Linked DNA regions of Rattus norvegicus: region 2 is linked to region 1. The links are chromatin contacts, called in public Hi-C maps. All regions are on one chromosome and are shown on one strand. The core of a region is the stretch at or near the end of the contact, and the rest is flanking DNA. Distances in the headings are between cores, read along the strand shown.

What was found. Hi-C and Micro-C count contacts between places; a contact is called where the count stands out from the background.
Region 2: a Hi-C map of kidney shows a contact between it and region 1, with 1.9 times the contacts expected there. The contact joins the enhancer-like site here to the promoter of Slc7a13 in region 1. A contact is called at or near these places in 3 of 12 Hi-C or Micro-C datasets (Schwann cells, kidney and liver).

The regions. Positions count from the first base shown.
Region 1 is chr5:38,072,017-38,076,764 of GRCr8, forward strand. Slc7a13 (solute carrier family 7 member 13) reads left to right here and starts at 2,282. Exons shown (of 4, transcript NM_001012100.2): 1 at 2,282-3,033. The coding sequence starts at 2,343.
Region 2 is chr5:38,146,427-38,151,174 of GRCr8, forward strand. All of the region lies in intron 2 of Atp6v0d2 (ATPase H+ transporting V0 subunit D2), which reads right to left. Among named protein-coding and RNA genes, the nearest start is that of Atp6v0d2, 33 kb to the right of the region's middle. Within about 2 kb of position 2,640, at least 4 of the 93 cell types and tissues checked have an H3K27ac peak or open chromatin away from gene starts, as enhancers often do. A contact at or near this core is called in kidney, where this site is marked.

The DNA.
Region 1 (4,748 bases), core at 1,032-3,531:
AATTAGAACTTTTTTTCCTTAATTTGGAAAGTTCTAACCAAAAGCATGAAAGAGTGTACTAAAGCAATATTTATTTTCCTGTAGATGCCTGAAAAATCTAAATGCACATTATTAAACTAGAGTCCAAAGTTCAGGGCAAGTAGCCAAAAGATCCCTAATTTTAAAATTATTGTTTATCAAAAGTAAACCTGTGTCCTCAATCTGTGAATTATTAAAATAAGTAAATAAGCTTCTAGGTAGGTCTCCTTGTCAGTTCTTCTCATGTGAAATAATTCTTCATTTGTATTGCCAAGGACTGGGAGTGGAGCTTAGTCATGCAGTAAGTGCTTAATATGCACAAGGCCTGGGTTCAATCCCCAGTACAGAACAAAGAGCAAACAGGAACAAGAAGGAAAGAAGAGAAGGGAAGGAGAAAAGAGAATATTTGTAGGGTAAAGGGAATGTTTTTCTCTCCTAATAAAAGTTTGAAATTTTAAGACTGCTAAAATAAATAGGCAATAGGTTGATTAAAAGGAGAAAAAACCCATGGGTTTATTAACAGTCACATGTATACAGGAGCCACATAAAATATGAGGCTCAAAGAGGCCCCCAGTGATTGACTCTTACATAGGAAAGATGGAGGTGAAGAAGCTGTAGGCAAATTTTACTAGGATAGTAAACGATTTATAGGGAGGAATGAATGAACTCACAGTGGCCAGGGGCAAATTCCTCTGGGTTCTATGTGAAGCGGTGTTTAATTTTCAACCTCTGTCTGTAGTGTGAGTTTAATCTTTCTTGGTTAATGAAATTTCTCATCCTTAGTAACTTATATTCTTTGTTGTTGTTGTTCTTGCTGTGAAGAATGCTAAGTCATTTAGAAGAATTTGGCTCTTGGTTCTGGACAGTGAGCAGTCTAAGAGCATGGACCTGCTGTCTGCTCAGTATTTAGTGAGGATATGCTTACTGTATCCTAGAACTGGAAGAAAGACAAAACAACCATCCTGGGTGTCTCTTTCTCTTCTTATGAAGCCACTAACCTTGTCATGGTATCCCACCTTTATGATCTCACCTAACTCTAACTTCCAATAGTTCTCTCCAATACCATTGACCTATAACTTTGGGAATTCATTTTTTTTCAGTACCTGAACAATTTTAGAGAATACATTCAAGCCATAATATTCTTTCCCAAATATGTGTCATAGTCTCAGGTAAAATACATTAATTCAATTCCAATAATCTCCAAGTATCAGTCCATTTAGCACCAACTCAAAAGATTGATCATCTGACTTGAATATGGGTCAGATTTAAGTCCTGCACCATCCTGGGAAAAATTCACTGCAGTTTTGAAAGTATGAAATGAAAGAAAAATCTACTTCCAAAATGCAGTGTTGGGATAGACATAGGACAGAAGAATTAATTCAAAGGGGACAATAGGCAAGTACAAAGGAAACTGTCACCAGTCACACTCAAAACCAAACAGAACACATGAAGTTTTAAGCCTGGAGAAGCACTTCCTTGACTCCCATCTTACCTCCAAGGTGTAGTGATCCTGTTTGCATAGCTACATTAGACAATTTTCCCATGGGGTCACACTTCATTTTTGATTTCTTGATGAAAATTTCAGCCACACTTGGGGAAGCCAGCAATGCTGTGCCTTGAATTGATCCTTGTGTGTCAGCCTCCTGAGTGGCTGAGACTATAGGCACTCTACGTCTTGATTCCCTGAAAATGCTCTGTATTCTCCAACATACTTTCATTCTGCTTCCTTCCTAATCTCCTCTCTTATCTCACTGCAAAACATTGAAATCTGGGTATGGTGATGTATGCTGGTGAGGCAGAAGTAATGTGTAGGTTTAGTCCTGCCTTGTGTATAAGGCAAGGTCCAGGGCAGCCAGGGTTATATTGCAAGACCCAGTCACAGACAGACAGATAAATACCCACAGAAAAGCCCACTTGTTTCCCAGTTTTGAAATTTCTTCCACCTCGTATCTTTCTTGTGACTTTTCAGTTGTCCACCTAATCTTGGCAATTGTCCGTGGATGCAGTGAACACAGCACAGACAAGTTCTTAGCAACTTTAACAAGAACACTCTTTATTCCCGTTTCCTAACCTTGATTCCTTTAAAATTCCCTTTTCAATTGAAATGCCTGATTCTGATAATTATTAAAAGAAAGGTCAGACTAAGTCCTTACAGGTAACCAACCCATTTTATTTCACTTAAATGTGTCACACCTACTTTGTTAATTATTGAACATAGATCATATTTAATAGAGGTGGAATAAGAAGAGAGCTGTACATTCAGAGCATCTATATAGGTAGAAACATTCACAGACTAGAATTTTGTTGAGCGTAAACTACTCTCAATGGCAATGGATATAGAGAAGAAAATATATCTCAAGAGACAACTTGGATATTTCTGGGGGACAAATTTTTTAATTATCAATATAATTGGTGCAGGGATATTTGTGTCCCCCAAGGGAGTGCTACAGTACTCTTCCATGAATGTGGGAGTCTCCTTGTGTGTTTGGGTTTTCTGTGCAGTGCTGTCCATGACCAGTACTCTCTGTGCTGCAGAGATTGGAATAACCTTCCCATACACGGTGGCTCACTACTATTTTTTAAAGAGATGCTTTGGCCCTTTTGTGGCATTCCTAAGACTTTGGACTTCCTTGTTTACGGGCCCAGGCGTACTGGCTAGTCAAGCTCTGCTACTCGCCGAGTATGGCATTCAGCCTTTCTATCCCAGCTGCTCTGCCCCGGCTGTACCAAAAAAATGTCTGGCCCTGGCGATGCTGTGGATTGTGGGAATTCTGAATTCTCGTGGTGTGAAAGAGCTGTCATGGCTTCAGACAGTGAGCATGGTGCTGAAGATGGGTATACTTAGCTTCATTTCCCTCAGCGGCTTGTTCTTGCTGGTGACAGGGAGGAAGGAGAACGTGCGAAGGCTTCAGAATGCTTTTGATGCCGAGTTTCCAGAGGTCTCTCGGTTGATAGAAGCTATCTTCCAAGGATACTTCGCATTTTCTGGCGGAGGAAGTTTTACATACGTAGCAGGTAATTATTAATCTGGAGGGGGGGGGGAGAAAACATGGCTGATATGTTGTATGTGAAGTGAGAATCTTTCATTATGCATTGACTATCATCTTAGCGATTTTATCAAACTCTATAGCGATCTTCATTCATTAAGTTCCTAAATCACCTATTCTTAATTTTTCTCCCCATTCAATTCATTTCAAACTAACATGAAAACAAACAAAACCCTTCTCTTTTTCATCTTAATTTTTCTGGGACCAGAAATATGAGACCTCCTGATTTAATGCACTTTTTCTTTCTGTTAATGCATAAATGCTCAGAGGGTGCAAAAAACTCAGTCCTGTGAAACTGTGGATCCAGGAATGTCGTAAAGCCAGACTGGGTTGTGTTGCAAGTGGCTGCACTCTTCGGCTCTTCACTGATTTCATTTATTTAGTTTTGGAATCGTGTTTTTTAATTATAAAAATTTCTTCTTCCATGGATGAATGTGTTGCTAAAGGTTCATACGAAATTACATTTGGGAGATGGGGTGGGGTCATACACAGCTCAATATTAGAGCATTTACTTAACATGCTTGAGGCTCTGGGTTTGATTCCTAGGACAAGAAAAAAGTTTTGGATTATTGCCAGTACCAACGGTCATCTGAGAGAGGTTTCCTTTTCCTCACCCCTCAGCCTGGCCCTCCTGGACACATGAAGTGGACGCGCTCCTACAGCTTCAAGACCTTTCCTTACCATGGCAGCTGTGCGCTGCTGTAGCCCTTTCTTGTGGGGCATTGCTTCCTTGTTCGCCTCAGGGCATTGCTTCCTTGTTCGCCTCAGGGCAGGGGCTTTGCTTTGCACCTGTACTAGGTCCTTTAGGTATTTTTTTTTTTAAACATAAGAGAATCATGAATCATAGCTGTCTTGACAGCTCTCAGGCAACACTTAATACCTCCCTTTCTTTTCTTTTTCTTTCTTTTTTCTTTTTTTTAACTTTCTTTATTAGATATTTTATTACATTTCAAATGTTATCCCCTTTCCCGGTTGCCCCTCTCTCCCATCCCCCTTCCCCTGCTTCTATGAGGATGCTCCCCTTCCAACCCAGAATTGCTCCTGTCTAAAGGAAATACAGGAACAAAAAGTAGAGCAGAGATTGAAGGAAAGGCCATCCAGAGACTGCACCACCTGGGGATCCATCCCATATGTAGCCACCAAATCCAGACACTATTGAGGATGCCAAGGCGTGCTTGCTGACAGGAGCCAGATGTAGCTGTCTCCTGAGAGGCTGTGCTAGAGACTGACCAATACAGATGTGGATGCTTGCAGCCAATCATCAGACTGAGCATGGAGACCCCAATGGAGGAGTTAGGGGAAGGACTGTAGGAGCTGAAGGGGTTTGCAAACCCCTAGAAAGAACAACATCAACCAATCAGACCCCCCAGAGCTCCCAGGGACTAAACCATCAATCAGAGAGTACATTTGGAGGGACCCATGGCTACAGCTGCATATGTAGCAGGCAGCAATGGTAGGGGAAGCCCTTGGTCCTGTGAAGGCTCGTTTTGCTGGTGTAGGGGAATGCCAGGGTGGCAAGGCAGGAGTGGGTAGGTAGATGAGTGCCCTCATAGAAGCAGGAGGGGGAATGGGATAGGGGGATTGTGGAAGGAAACCAGTAAAGGGAATAACATTTGAAATGTAAATAAATAAAATATCCAATAAAAATACATTTAAAAAAGTTAGTTTATATTGGGTCCAAAA
Region 2 (4,748 bases), core at 1,390-3,889, 75 kb after region 1:
GATGGATGCAAAAGTAGCCCACGAGAGTGGTTATGGCTAAGAAGTGGGACAGCTGAGATCCAAACTCATACCGTGTGTTGTAGGATACTACTTCTTAATCCTTATATTATGCTGTTTTTAGTGTTTAGGACCACAAGTAAATTGGGGGCTCTTAGAAGAGAAGAGACAGTGTGGGAAGAAGATGGTTTCAGTGTATACAGATATTTTGGACAGAATGAATTATACCCAAGAAGATGATAGAAAGCTTCAGAAGTGTAACCTAAGATAGCTAGAGGCAGGAAGAGGGCAAGTTAAAGCTAGAAGGCAAAGGGATTAAGCTCACTTCCTAGACAGCATATATGCTGGCTTGTTTTATGTCCACTTTACACAGTCTAGAGTCATCTGAGAGGAAGGATCCTTAATTAGGAAAAATACTTCCATAAGACTGGGCTATAGGCAAACCTATAGGACATTCTGTTAATTACTGATTGATGTGGAAGGGCTGTCCCTGGGCTGGAGGTCTTGAGTTCTGTAAGAAAGCAGGCTGAGCAAACAAGTAAGCAGCATCCCTCTTTGGCCTCTGCATCAGCACCTGCTTCCAGTCCCTGCTCAGTTTGAGTTACTGCCCTAGCTTCCCTCATTGACTGACGTTCAGGATATGTAAGACAAATAAACCCTTTCCTATCTTCATTACTTCTGATCACAGTGTTTTTTTTCAAAGCAGTAGGCACTCTAAGACAGTATGTAAAGTGTTCCCCTTGTAAACTATAGAAGTCTCCTTACCATTCAAGAGCTGAAGGGTATGGACTAGAATGGCCAGATGGGAAGAGAGCTAGGGCAGTGAACTCCAACAGGCTCTAGAAAGTTATAAGGAGATTTCATTGAACACGGGCATATTAAGGTAGACACCGACATAGGCATCCATAGGCTATAGGTACTAAGAGTCCATCTGAGATAGTAAAAGCACTCAGTAGGTATGCTTGGGGGAGCGTAAAAGAAGAAAGGCAGGCAGAGCCTGATACGTATATGTTTAAAGAAATGGGAAAAGAGAAGGAGAGCGAGAGAGAGAGAGAGAGAGAGAGAGAGAGAGAGAGAGAGAGAGAGAGAGATCGTTCATATTTGTTTCAGCTGAGAGAGAAGAAATGGTGTGCAATGCCAAGGGGAAAGAAGCAGTGGAGAGAGTAAGGTGGCAGATTGGAGGAGGGAGGGGACAGTCCACTGATGAATTGACAGAGGCCCTCTAGTTTAACAGTGGTGGAAGACTGCATCATTGCCACCATATAGATTTGAAAAGTGAGATACTTTGTTACAGATTTCACTGAACCTGAATAGTTGGAAATGCTATTGCTGGAGCTCAGTGCATGGTTTACAGGCTCACTGAGCACCAATTCATTTCCATTTGGAAGAGCAAAGTCTTCTTCGCTCTGGTGAGTCTACAGTTTACCCCACTGAGAATTCTAACTAGCATTCTTGAAGGAGACAATTATCCCCTTCATTAAAAGCACTTGACTATAAAGTTTCTTTACCTCCCAAACAGCGGTACCACATTTAGACTTTGTGAAATTTTAGAATCCACTTTATCTGTTGAAAATGATTCCAGCATGGTATTATTTACTTAACTGTCCCTCTAAGCGCAAAAGAAATTACCCGATAAAGGGTTTGCTATCACTTAATAGTCCTTGGTAAGCTTTGGGCACTTGATGTTCCCTGCAGCACCTCTGAAATGTAAGAGCATACGCACAGATGACATTGTCCAGCTTAAGTCAGTGGTATGAAGAAGATTTGCCCACATGTAATGGGCTTCAGAAGGTGCAGACTTGTGTGTATTGCATGTGCGTATGTTTCCACTACGACAGAAGTTGGCTTCCTATTAAAAAAAAAAAGGACAAGGGTAATACTGATTGGATTGAGCTTTATTTCAGCTTCCTTTTTTGAGTGGACTTGTTTCTCAGATGGGACTATAACACCAGTCCTCCTAGTGTCCTTTAGGAAATGAATGATTGGGAGGTATCACTTTCCTGTCCCCTCCTTCACTCCTTGTTCTCATTACACACATATACCAGGTTCATCAACACCATCAACCCTTGGACATGGGACATCCATCAAATGACAGACTACTTTCTCTAGCCATAATATCTATAAAGCTCCCTGGTGGTGATATGGTGGCTAGCTACAAGAGGCCTGGTTATCTATTTAGTTCAAATTCCCGCTTTAGATAATTTTGCTCATAGGTACTGTAGTAGCCAGGATCAGTACCTACTCAGGTGGAGTAATGTTCACTTCTACTCATGGTCTATGCCAATATCCCCATTTTTAGTCCCTTTCTACATAATACCCTCTGGTATTAGCATCTGGGAAAATCATGAAAACACCTAAAATCATGTTATAATCATTCAATTTCAAAACACTTTAAGTTGTTAAAAGTAGGTTTTAGGTGGGGCACGGTGGAACACGCCTCTAATGCTACTAGGTCGTGAAGTGAAGGGGCCACACAGGTTTGAGGCCAAGTTGATCCAGAGAGTGAGACCCTACTTCAAAACTGCAAGTGATTGTTAATCATTGTAGAGTTTTAGTATGTGCAAGCGTTTCTCCCTCAGGCGTCCTGACAGTCTACTGCAGAGACGTCACAGCTCGGGGCACGGAGTCTAAGGCTGTGGAATGTGTCTTCAGGTCATCTTGCTCGAATCTGGCAGCAACCTGTTGGCAGTAATGCCAACTTGCCTCTCTGTGAAACCTCTTTTCCATTCCAAGTATCCACCACTTCCTCAGGTTGTGTAAAATGCCTACACAGTGTTGCCTTGGGTAGATAAACAACCACGTTCAAAGCCAAGGCTTCAATTCCTTTATCCAGTTTAGATAAAACAACCAGCTCAAGCCAGACACTTCCAGCATTTCCCTTTGGTCTCAGATTTCCTCTCTCCTCTTGGACTTTCACTTGTTCTTTAGCTTGTTTAAGAGTCTTGAAAAACATATTTTCTGTACAACAATGACCAGATTCTGAACTCATAGGGCTGTTGCTGAAAGTCAGCTCAGAGTTATTACTTTACTGAGTTAGAAAAACTTCCTTTTATAGATAAAAAATTTAATATGTCAGTGTCATTAACAGCGACTGTGAAACGGCTGCCCTTTGCTAAGTACTGTGGGTGTAAGATAGAAAAAGACAAATGTTTGCTAGAAGGACTGTGAAGGGATTGTGACCAGGTATTTGATGTAAAACTCACAGAGAATCAATAAAAGTATTATTCGGGGGAAAAGAGATGAATGCTTTCTATGGAAGACACGGGTCAGTGATGGCCCTGGATAATTTGTGGAGTACTGATCAGGTGTGGTATAGGATGCCTTGCTGCTAGAATATGTTTTGTAAGCATAGATTATTAGGACCAGGAAGAAGATTCATTGCATTGTATCAAGGGTAGATGTTAACATAATTTTGCATCTTTGATATTGACTTGATTTCTGGGCTAAGGTAGCATTTGCCAGGTTTCTCCAAAGTAAAACTGCTCCATCTATTCTCTCCATGTTGCATCTTTTGAGTGTCTGTCTCTACATGCATTGTCCCTGAGAAGTGGTGATGACGATTTTGCCCTTAGTACAGAGAATCTGCAATAATTCCAGGAATTTTTCTACAATGGAGATTGTTTCTCCATCACTTATTAATTAATTTAATCATTTGTTTGCACCGACACTAACCCACGGTGTTTATTTTCTACCTGGGATGATAGTTCAATGCTACTTCCTTTATTTTGGGCACAGATTGTCCCAGCTTTGGCTACTCTGAGTTCTTTCACTTGGCCTCATGTTCCTTTCACATGACTGTGTCATTGTAGTTTGGTTCTTAGCACTTCCTCCATTTCTGGCACTATAAAGTGGTCTAGGCTAATTCTGCACATTTCCTGTCCCAGCCCTAGAATCAGCTATTTCTCTGAGGAAATATTTTGATCCTATTTTTGAGCAAATAGTGCTAGAGCCAACATCTGGGTACTAGTTGGGTTTGCTAAGAGGACACTATTTCTGTTAGAACTTCTCAGCTGAGAGAATGAAGTTCCTGTGTGTGTTCTAACCAAATATCCAGCCCACTGCAATTTTAATTCAATACCCACTACTCAACAATATCAGCCACATTTTTTCCTTCTATTGTGGAAGCAGAATAGTCACGAATTTTCAGCTCTAAAGAAATGGGTTTCATGGGTTTCAAATCTATGGTTCTGAGAGTATGGTCTTTGCTTCTTCTAAACACACATAGTTTTATTGTGGATGCATAATATAAAATAAAATAGATGCCTGTTTTTAATTTATACATTACTGTTCCGAAGATTGGACCAGACTTCTGAGATGCCATAACAGTCTCCTGTCACTGAGTTATGTGTCCAGCTATGATCTGGACTCTGAGATTTCTTTATGACTGTTCCTTTTCCCACAGACATCAAAATCCCATGATCCACAGCAGTGCCCAACCCAAATGCCACGGATATGTTTCTCTTCTCTTGGCAATCTCTAGGCTTTATCAGCAGCACCACTGCTTTCCCTCTTAAAGTGACAGTGACCTCCTTCTGCTCTCAAGGGCAAACATAAATTTCCATTCCATCTGTACAGGCATTCTTGAAATTGGTCTATGATTACCTCTTCAGCAGAAGATAACCTCATGAAATTTATAGGCAAATGGATGGAACTAGAAAATATCAACCTGAGTGAGGTAACCCAATCACAAAAAAACACACATGGTATGCACCCACTGATAAGTGGATATTAGCCCACATGCTTGAATTAAC